2 separate regions of the Sus scrofa genome follow, and region 2 is linked to region 1. Evidence: chromatin contacts called from public Hi-C data. All regions are on one chromosome and are shown on one strand. Each heading gives the region's core, a stretch centred on a gene start, on an enhancer-like site or on the middle of the called end of the contact. The rest is flanking DNA. Distances are from core to core; before and after follow the strand shown.

The links. A called contact is a pair of places that touch in the nucleus more often than the background predicts.
Region 2: a Hi-C map of embryonic fibroblasts shows a contact between it and region 1, with 4 times the contacts expected there. The contact joins the promoter of KANK3 here to the promoter of MARCH2 in region 1. A contact is called at or near these places in 1 of 5 promoter capture datasets (liver), 16 of 47 Hi-C or Micro-C datasets (adipose tissue, alveolar macrophages, blood and 8 more) and 2 of 2 datasets of contacts at active chromatin or transcription factors (alveolar macrophages and skeletal muscle).

What each region holds. Positions count from the first base shown.
Region 1 is chr2:70,875,250-70,880,318 of Sscrofa11.1, forward strand. It overlaps MARCH2 (membrane associated ring-CH-type finger 2), which reads right to left and starts at 2,149. Exons shown (of 5, transcript NM_001244915.1): 1 at 2,059-2,149.
Region 2 is chr2:70,936,620-70,941,688 of Sscrofa11.1, forward strand. It overlaps KANK3 (KN motif and ankyrin repeat domain-containing protein 3), which reads left to right and starts at 2,113. Exons shown (of 11, transcript XM_003123162.4): 1 at 2,113-2,205.

The sequences.
Region 1 (5,069 bases), core at 899-3,398:
ATCACAAAATGTGCCCCTCTCTGAAATGTTCTTATTTCTTCATCTACTGGGTTGGTTTGTTTTGTCTTTTTAGGGCTGCACCCTTGGCATATGGCAGTTCCCAGGCCAGGGGTCCAATCAGACCTGCAGCTGCCCATCTACACCACAGCCATAGCAACACAGGATCCAAACTGTGTCTATAACCTACACCGGGGCTCACGGCAATGCCAGATCCTTAATCCACTGAGCAGGGCCAGGGATCAAACCCACATCCTCACAGATATTACTCAGGTTCATAACCCACTGAGCCACAATGAAAACTCTGAAATGCTCTTATTTCTTTGTCTACTGGTTTGACCATGTCTGCCTTCTACTCATTGGTCATCTCCAGTGCCTGGCCCTGTGTCTGGCAGAGAGTTGCTGCATTCATTTCTCAGTCCCTATTCTGTGTAAGAGCAGGGTAAGAGAGCCAGGTCTCTTGCTCCCCAGACACTGGTCTGAAAGAACCCATGATGGGAATCAGAGATATTTAAAGGCTAGATATCTGTGAAGACCACAGAGGCTTGGACTTGGAAGAGGCCAAACTCAAGGCTGGATGCAAGGATAGGGTGGCTGCAGGCTGGACTTGGCTCTGAGGCTGCTGGAATGGGAGAGCGAATCAAACTTGGCCCAACAACTGGAGATGGATTTCATTAAGTCTTCACAACAAACCTATGACCTAAGTCCAATAATTACCTCCATTGGATTGGTGAGGAGACTGAGGCTCAGAGAGGGGCAACTACTTGCCCAAGATCTCACAGCTAAGACGGACAGTGTCAAGATTTGAACTTCATCTAGTGAGTGGTTCTGGGACTGAAAAGACCTGGGTTCTTTTAGGTCCTGACTCTGTTGCTGATGCTGTATCTCCTGGGACAAGTCACTGAGCTTCTCTGGACCTCATCCTTCCCCTCTGTCAGATAAGTTTGCAAAGCTAGTGGACTGTGTCTGCTGAGGGGTTTCCTGAGAAGAAGCTCCCAGGTTCAATTCCTCCAGCAAAACTTGCCCTGGGCTCAACCTTTCCACACCCACCCAGCCTCCTTTATTTGAGGGCAGGAAACTGAGGGAAGAAAAGTCAGAGGACCCTAACTCCCCACAGTATCATCTCAGTACAGCTGCTTCACTCTCTGGGCCTCGGTTTTTCTCTTCTGTATAATGGGGGTTCCAGCTCTTACACGCATAAATAAGAATGAGTTGATAAATATTAGCTTTTAGTTTAATTACTGTCATCAGCATATAGAGCTGTTGACAAGGTTTGATGAGACAAGGCACAGCCAGTGCCTGGCATACAGTAAGCACTCAACAAATGCTCATTAGTTTGTTGTTGTTGTTGTTGTTGTTGTTTTAGGTTAAATGTGGAGCCTAAGAAATGCATTCATTTTTCTTCACTTACCACAGAGAAGCTCCCATGTGCCCTTCAGTACTTGCATGGCCCTGTACCGAGGCCAGGTTCTAAGCCCAGCTCTGATCTTTAGTTGTTTTGTAGCCCTGGGCAAAAGACTAGACCACTCTGAGCCTTGATTTCTTCATCCATATAGCAGGAAACATTTTTAGTACTTCTACCTAATATTGTCCCTAGAGGACAAAATGAGCTAATCCTATAAATTCTGGCTATCCCGTTTTGAGCACCCTCTAACAGCCAGGCACTCTGCTAAGCAAGTGCCTGTGTTATTCTATTTACAATTTCCTCTGAAAAGGAGGTTGGGGAAGGTGACTTGTCACTTACTGATCGCCTACTGTGTGCACAGCGCTTTCCTCATTTGCCACCTCCGGAATCCTCCCAACAGCCCCATTAGGTTGGCGCTGGGATGACCCGGTTTCATGGATAAGAAAATCCAACTCAGAGAGACACCTACTGTGTGTCCGACTCCGGGGGACCTCCTGCCGTCTCCGAAAGGGAAATTGCGATCCCTTAGTCCCTGGGAAGGCTGAGGCCGAGGGTCCGACTCCGGCGGTCCCGCCTGGGGGTCAGGCTCGGGCCTCAAACTAGGGGCCGGCCCGCGGATCGGCACCCCCTGGTCCCATCCTCTCGCCCGTGCCTACCTGATCCGCGGCCGGGCCGGGCAGCCGCGCAGGCCCCTCCGCTCGCCCCGGCCCTGGTCCCGGCCCGGCCGGTCCCGTCAGCGCCGCTAGCTCCGCTCCGCCGGCACCTGCGTCCGGACACCGCCCGCCGAGCCGACGGTGCCACGGACCAATGGCGACCGCCTCTCGTCTATGCTGGCCAATTGCCTTGCACGTCCCGCCCTAGGAGGCGGGGTCAGAGGCGACAGGGACGTCCTGGGCCGCACAGGCTCCGCGGCGCAGGAGCTACTGGCTCCGCCCCTGCTGCGTCCTGGCTCCGCCCCAGACTCGGCCCCGCCCCATCCTGACTCCGGGTACCCGCGGGGCTGGTGGCGCCACCTGCAGACGACTAGAGCTTGCTGATAAATAAAACCGTTACAAAATTCAGCTTGACACAGGCAAAGGGATTTGTAAGTGTCAATCACCTCCTTTAAGCTCCTTATCAGTCCTGGGGGAGGGATGAAACATCCGATCACATTTTACAGAGAGGAAGCAGAAGTCTAGAGAGGGGACCTGGAAGGTCAAAGCCAATCTCATTTATTCATCATTCACATTCATTAATGCATGTAATAGATTCATTCACTAGATGTAAAAAACATCCATTGAGAGGGTCTATTACGAGTGGGACACTGTGCTAGGCGCTGTGGACGCAATGCTGAGTAACGCAAATATTATTGCCTTCTGGAACCTCAACCTAGGGAGTGAGACAGACATTAAACAGCCAGTTACGTAATTATTTAACTACGAAGGTGGTAAATTGTAGTAAGTGAGGGAGGCATATCATGGACTATTTGGAAAGTCCAAAAATACTTGAACTGACAACTAAGGTGTGAGTAGAGGTTCACAAGGAGAAAAGAGGGGGAAAGAATCCTAGGTAAATTTCAGCACATGCAAAGAGCCTGAGGTGGGATGGAGAATTGTCTCAATACTCCTTTCTCCCCCTTCCTCACCTTTGCTGAATATGTAAATCAGCTCAATTACATTAGGTAAGTTCTTTCATGTTGTACTTATATTTTTCAAAAGTGAAATGATAAATTATAACATTTTTAAAAAGATCACCTATAGAAGGAAGTAGAATAGAGGAAACAAAGATAGAAGCTAGATACTTTTTTTTATTGTTTTATGGGCAGACCAAAGGCAGAGGGAAATTCCCAGGCCAGGGATCAAACCCACACCACAACAGTGACAATGCTGGATCCTTAGCCCACTGGGCCACAGGAGAACTTCATGGCCTTTTTCTCATGGTAGCAAGATGGTTGCTGTGGCTCCAGGCATCACATCATCAATGAAGGCAGGAAAAAGGGAGTGGCATGGAGGTCTCAGCCCTGCCTGTCTCTTCTATAAGATGATGGTTGATAAATGATGATATTTCTAATTCCATCTTTTCGTACTTCCTTACTAGTTTAACAAGGTTCCCCAGGGTGGCATTTTCTTGAAATTTTACCTGTCCCAGTTCTGAAATCAACCATTTCTCCAAGGACTTTTCCTTCTTTTCAGTGGAGAATACTATTTAGAAACCAAGATCAGGGTGTCAGTTGTGCTCATTACTACCATTAATTCTTTTTTTTTTTTTTTTAGGGCTGCACCCATGGCATAGGGAAGTTACCAGGCTAGGGGCTGAATTGGAGATGTAGCCACAGCAATGCCAGATCTGAGCTGCTTTTGCAACATACACCACAGCTCACGGCAACACTGCATCCTAAACCCACTGAGCGGGGCCAGGGAGCAAACCTGTGTCCTCATGGATAATAGTCAGGTTCGTTACCTCTGATCCACAACAGGAACTCCACTACCATTAATTCTTGCCTCTCTCATTGTGATATGTATGTACCTATATTAACTTATCTCTTTAAATCCAGAAGTGCACACGAATACCTCTAATTCTAACTCAACACCAAGGTTCATTTCAGTCCATTTACGTGTTTCTAAAGTCCTTCCGTGACTATGAAAAACCTGGTTCCCAGGATCCTTAGTGCATTTGCTCATTCCCCCCTTCCCTTCTCCCCAGTGTGTAACCAAATTCCTAGATATACTGGCCAAGACTCAGTCCCAGAAGATATAAGCCTCTTGTTTCATTCCACCCACACTGGGCACAATACTGGAAAGTTTGGCTGCAATAAGGGAGTTAAACCCATGCTTTTTCATTGAGTAATAATAATAAAAAAAAATCCATGCATTTTAACTAATAAATAACTAACCAGTCACTTTTTTTTTTTTTTTTTTTTTTTTTTTTGCTTTTAAGGGCCACACCCTCCGCATATGCAGATTCCCAGACTCACAGACAAAGAAAACAGACTTGTGAATGCTGGGGCAGGGGGAGGGGTGGGGATGGGGGGATGGAGAGGGAAGGTTGGGAGATTGGGATTGGCGGATACAAACTATAATATATAAAATTGACAAACAAGGTCCTACTATATAGTACAGGGAGCTATATTCAATATCCTGTGATAAAATGGAAAATAATATGAAAAAGGAATACATATGTATAATTGAGTCACTTTGCTGTACAGCAGAAGTTAACACAACATTGTAAATTAACTACAATAAAAATTAGAAATTTTTTCCAGGAGTTCCCATCGTGGCTCAGTGGTTAACGAATCCAAATAGGAACCATGAGGTTTCAGGTTTGATTCCTGGCCTCGCTCACTGGGTTAAGGATCCAGTGAGCTGTGGTGTAGTTTGCAGACTCGGCTTGGATCTGGCATTGCTGTGGCTGTGGTGTAGGCCAGTGGCTACAGCTCCAATTAGACCTCTAGACTGGGAACCTCCATATGCCGCAGGTGTGGCCCTTAAAAGACAAAAAAAGACAAAAAGAAAAATTTTTTTCATACATTTTTTGGCTATGAATTGTTTTTGTTTGTTTTGGTGGGGGGGCTGCAAATTGTATTTTTCTTTTCTTTTTTTCTTTTTTAATTTTTTTGTTTTGTTTTGTTTTGTTTTTTAGGGCTGAATCTGTGGCATATGGAAATTCCCAGGCTAGGGGTCAAACCAGA
Region 2 (5,069 bases), core at 863-3,362, 61 kb after region 1:
GTGTGTGTGCATTTTATTTTATAAAAATTTTTAAAAATTCCAGGGGTTCCTGCTGTGGTGCAACAGGATTGGAGGCATCTCTTCAGCACTAGGATTCAGGTTTGATTCCCAGCTGGAAACAGTGGGTTAAGGATCCAGCGTTGTGGCAGTTGTGGCATAGATCACAATTTCAGTTCGGATCTGATCCCTGGCCCCAGAATTCCATATGCCAAGGAGAGGCCAAAAAAAAAAAAAAAAAAAATTCCAGTGTAGTTTTCATGGGGTAATCGTGACAGAATTCCACAGTTTTTCTGGAAGAAAAAAAAATGCAATGGAAATAGCCCAGGAATTTTGAAAAAGTGGCGTATCAGATATTAAAACATATTCTAAAGCTCCAGTCATTAAAACAGAGTGACACTGGGACAGACAGAAGGAGCTCTGGAATACAGTAATCTTCCTTCAATGTCCCCCCTTTGTCTTTTTAGGGCTGCAACTGTAACATATGGAGGTTCCCAGGCTAGGGGTCAAAACAGAGCTGTAGCTGCTGGCCTACTCCACAGCTACAGCAATCCTGGATGCAAGCCATGTCTGTGACCTATACCACAGCTCTCTGCAAGGCCAGATCCTTAACCCACTGAGCAAGGCCAGGGATCAAACCTGCGTCCAAATGGATGCTAGTCAGATTCATTTCCAGTGAGCCACAACGTGAACTCCCAATGGGCTCCTTTTTATCAGATAAAGTCTAAACTGCTTCAGATGCCCTCTTCTTCCCGTTCCTCCATCCTTCTCCCACCAACACCACAACTTAGTCAGAGTTCGCCATATCTTCCTTCGCACATTTTTTTTTCTTTTTTTTAAGGCCACACATGTGGCATATGGAAGTTCCGTAAGGGTTGAACTGGATCAGCATCTGCAACCTACTCCAAAACTCATGGCAACGTCCCACTGAGTGAGGCCAGGGATTGAACCTGCATCCTCACAGAAGTATGTTGGGTTCTTAACCCGCTCAGCCACAATGGAAATTCCCCTTTGCACCTTTCCTTAAGTGTCAACCCTGCAGGTTGCCTTCCTGACCCTCCAGGTCAGTGATTTGCCCCCTTTTCTCCTCACATTGATTTCATCTCACCCCTGTCACCACTTAATATAAACCGTAAATTGAAAGTCTGTCTCCTCTCAGCTGTGAGGCCCCAGATGACAGGGCTTATGTCCCCCTCAAAGACCTGAACAGTGCTGGGCACACAGTAGGTGCTCAATAAATGCTAAATGCATCTGAAAAAGAAAACAATCTGTAGAATCACTTTAGATCATAATATGTTCCAAATGGGTTAAAGAGGTCAATGTAATTTCAAATCATTCTTTCAACAAACATTTATTAAGTACCTACTGTGTGCCCAGGGCACTGGATAAGGCAACGATCAAAACAAACCAGTTTTCTGTCCTTATGGGGAAACAGATGGCAAACAAGATTTTTTTTTTTTTTTTGGAAGTGTGGAGTTCTTGGCCAGAGATGGAACCTGTGCCAGAGCAGGGACAATGCTGGATCCTTAACCAGCTAGGCCACCAGGGTGCTCCTAGATTCTCCCCCACCCCCCAGATAGTGAAAAAAGCTATTAGGTTCATAAAACAGAGTCACTGGAAAGATAGTGACAGGAAAATATCCGTGTTAGGCCTTTAGGGGACAGGAACGCACAGGTTGAGCCCCCAAAGGTAGGAGAAGGTGGCCAAATGAACAGGTGCAGGGAAGAACAGTTCAGGAATATGAACAGCATGTGCAAAGTCCCTGCGGTAGGAAAGATCCATGGTCAAGGTATCTCACGCAGACAGACATGAACATCAGTCCTTTCAGCTTCCACCCAAAGGATCTTCCAAATACACAAATCCCACCGAGTAACGCTACTGCTTAGCGTCTTCCCATGGCTCACCGTCCCCTGTGGATCAAATCCAAACCCTTTAACCCTGCGCTGGGCAGCACTTGCAGGCTGGGCTTCCTACTCCTGACCAGTCAGCCCTCAGGGACACCCACTCTAGGTTCCGCCCCTAACCACGCCCCACACTCTCGGTTCTCGGCCAGCGCGGCCCACCCTGCCTCACCATTGGAGAGCTCAGAGAGCGTCGGATGCTGGTTGGCTGATGTGGCCGTCAGTTAGGGTCAAGGCCTTGATAACCGGTACCCGAGCTTCGAGGGGGCGGGTTCGGGTGCGGGCGCGGCGGGGGCTGCGGCTTCAGGTAAAGCACCAGCTTGCGCGGCGCTGATGGGGGTCCTGGGCGGGGATCAGGGTACGCACGGGATGGGGTTTTGCGCTTCCAGCCCCTCTGCGGGCTCAGCGCGCTGCGAAGGGGCGGACGCCGTGTCCTCTGGCTGGGACCCCTCCCACACTGGGAACCCCAGGTGGGCAGCAAGCAGAGTCGGGGGGTAGTGCTCTGGATTCGGGAGGTCTCCTTCCTCCCGCCCTTCAGGATCGAAGTGGGGGGGCTTGTTCGCCCCCTAGCGCCCCAACCGACTACGGGACCCTTTCCGAGAATCGCTGCCAGACAGCTTGGGGACCTGGGTCCATACCCTAGCGCTGGACCTCAGAGTGGGGCGGGGGGAGGAGAGATTCGGAAACGGTGGTGGGGGGGGGACGGACGGCCCCCGGGCCAGCAGACAATGGGTAGCGGATGGAACCGCCCGGCGGCGTTTCCTGTAGGAAACTGCTCTGTCTCTGTGAGGCCGTCCTGAGGGGACAGGGGGGTGAGGGGGCGCTGACCTCAGTAAAACCTCCTCAGTACCTCCTCAGCCTCCATCCCCATCTCAGGGGTCTGAGAGTCCTTCCCCGACATTAAGGAGTGCCACCACCCAGAGCCTTAATCTGGGAAGACGCCCCTCCCCAGGACCGGGATACTCACTGCCCGCCGTGTCCCTCACCCCTCAGGTTTCATGATCACAGCTCCGAGTCCCAAAATAGTCCCTGGGGCGGGAGTGGGAGCGTATGGCGTCGACTCTGACGGCCTAATAAGGGGGTCTCAGGCAGAGAATCCGAATCTCGCAGTGACAGCTCGGGCAGGGAGCGGAGGCGAGGGGAGGGCAGTTGCACGCCCCCACTCGAGTGAGGCCGCAGCCGCTGCAGCCGCGGGAGTTTGGGCCTTTTCTTCTCATCAGGGACACACGCAGAGGACAGGCATGAGTGCAGCTGTGTGTGCGACCCCCTCCTGCTCCCGACCCCTCTCAGGGAGTGGAGGGCTGTTTATAGAAAGCTGTCAAGTGGAATGGCCAATGCAGAAACACTGGCGAAGCTGCCTAGGTTCATATCCTGCTTCTGCCCATGTTTGACCTTGGGTGGGTCATTAATCTCTGTGTCTCAGTCTCTCCATCTGCACAATGGGGGAAAGAATAATAAGAAAATCTACTTCAAAGAGTTTACCTAGGTGTTTTTGTTTTTGTTTTTTTGTTTTTTAAGTTAACACCCAACTGGGAGTTCCTGTTGTGGCTCAGCTTGTTAAGAACCCGACCAGTATCCATGAGGATTCAGGTTCCATCACTGGCCTCGCTCAGTGGATTAAAGGATCCAGTGTTGTCACAAGCTGTGGTGTAGGTCACAGATGTGGCTTGGATCCAGTGTTGCTGCAGCTGTGGTGTGGGCCAGCAGCTGAAGCTCCAATTCAACCCCTAGCCTGGGAACTTCCATACGCTGCAGGTGCAGCCCTAAAAAAGAAAAAGAAAAAAGTGTTAATATCCATAAATCGCTTAGAATAGAGGCAAGCTCATAGTAAATGGCAAAAGTATTGTTGTTATTTTTTTACCATTCATTTTTCAAGCCAGCCTCAGGGTCCAGCTGCTCCAGCTGATGTGGGTCTTAGGGATGGCCCACAGCTGTTTTTAGAGTTCTGAGGGTCTCAGATGGGTGTGACTAGGTCACTGGAGGAGGGGGCCGACCTCACAGAGTCACACAGACAGCTGTGTGTGAGGCAGGGCCCAGAATCTTAAGCCACAGCCCAGGTTTTTTCCATGACCCAGCTCTTCCCTGGCAGTTTCCTGAAAACAAGTCCTGAGAGGCACTGGCTGTCCTCATGCATCCAGTGTGAGGGGACGGGAAACAGCTGCTTTAGGACTGGAAGTTCCCCACTCCACCCCCTCACCCTGCCTAGGAGTGGGGTGGGGTGTTGTCAGTGACCCAGGCTGGACAGAAGTGGCCACTGGGAGGGTTCCCCAGCAGTGGATCAGAATAACTCAAGTGGGCCATTGGGTGCTCAATTGCCGGTGGCTGTTGGGCCCGCAGGTGGTCATCAGGCATGCAAGAGACCAGAATGGGTGACTGGGAAGGTTGCTAGTGGTTAGCACAGATGGGCAGTAGGTCAGGGAGAATTCAAGTCAGGTCTGGCAAGCACCTGCTGGTGGAGGGCTGGGCAGGCAAGAGTCCCCAGAAGATAAGCCGAGCCCACTCTGAGGGCTTTTCTCATAGGCAATTAACTTAATGGCTTTATGCCTTAGTTTCTTCCATCTGGCAACAGGGGAAACATCCTAAACTTGAGGGATTGTACAGAGTAGGGGTTACATTAACCAGGCAGGACATAGAGTAAGCACTTGATATATAAGCTGATTTCTCTTCCAAAAGTGTTTTTTTGTTTTTGTTTTTGTTTTTCCCAGTCCTTGACATGCAGAAGTTCCCAGGCTAGGGATCAATGGAACGCAAGCCACAGCAGTGACAATGTGGGATCCTTTACCCACTGAGCCACCAGAGAACTCCCCTGAGGGTTTTTCTTCTTCTTCTTTTTTTTTTTTTTTTTTTTTGTCTTTTAAGGCTGCACCCACAGCATATGGAGGTTCCAAGGCTAGAGGATTGAATCAGAGCTGCCAGCCTACACCACAGCACAGCAACTCAGAATCTGAGCGAGTCTGAGATCTATACCACAGCTCAAGGCAATGCCGGATCCTTAACCCACTGAGGAAGGCCAGGGGTCAAACCTTTGTCCTCATGAATACTAGTCAGATTCGTTTCTGCTGAGCCACGGCAGGAACTCCCCTGAGAGTTTTTCATGTGGGCTCCTCAAAGCCCCATCTTCCTTACCCTGTGCTTTCTGAATCAGAGTTCTAGACTCAATATTTGTCTTTG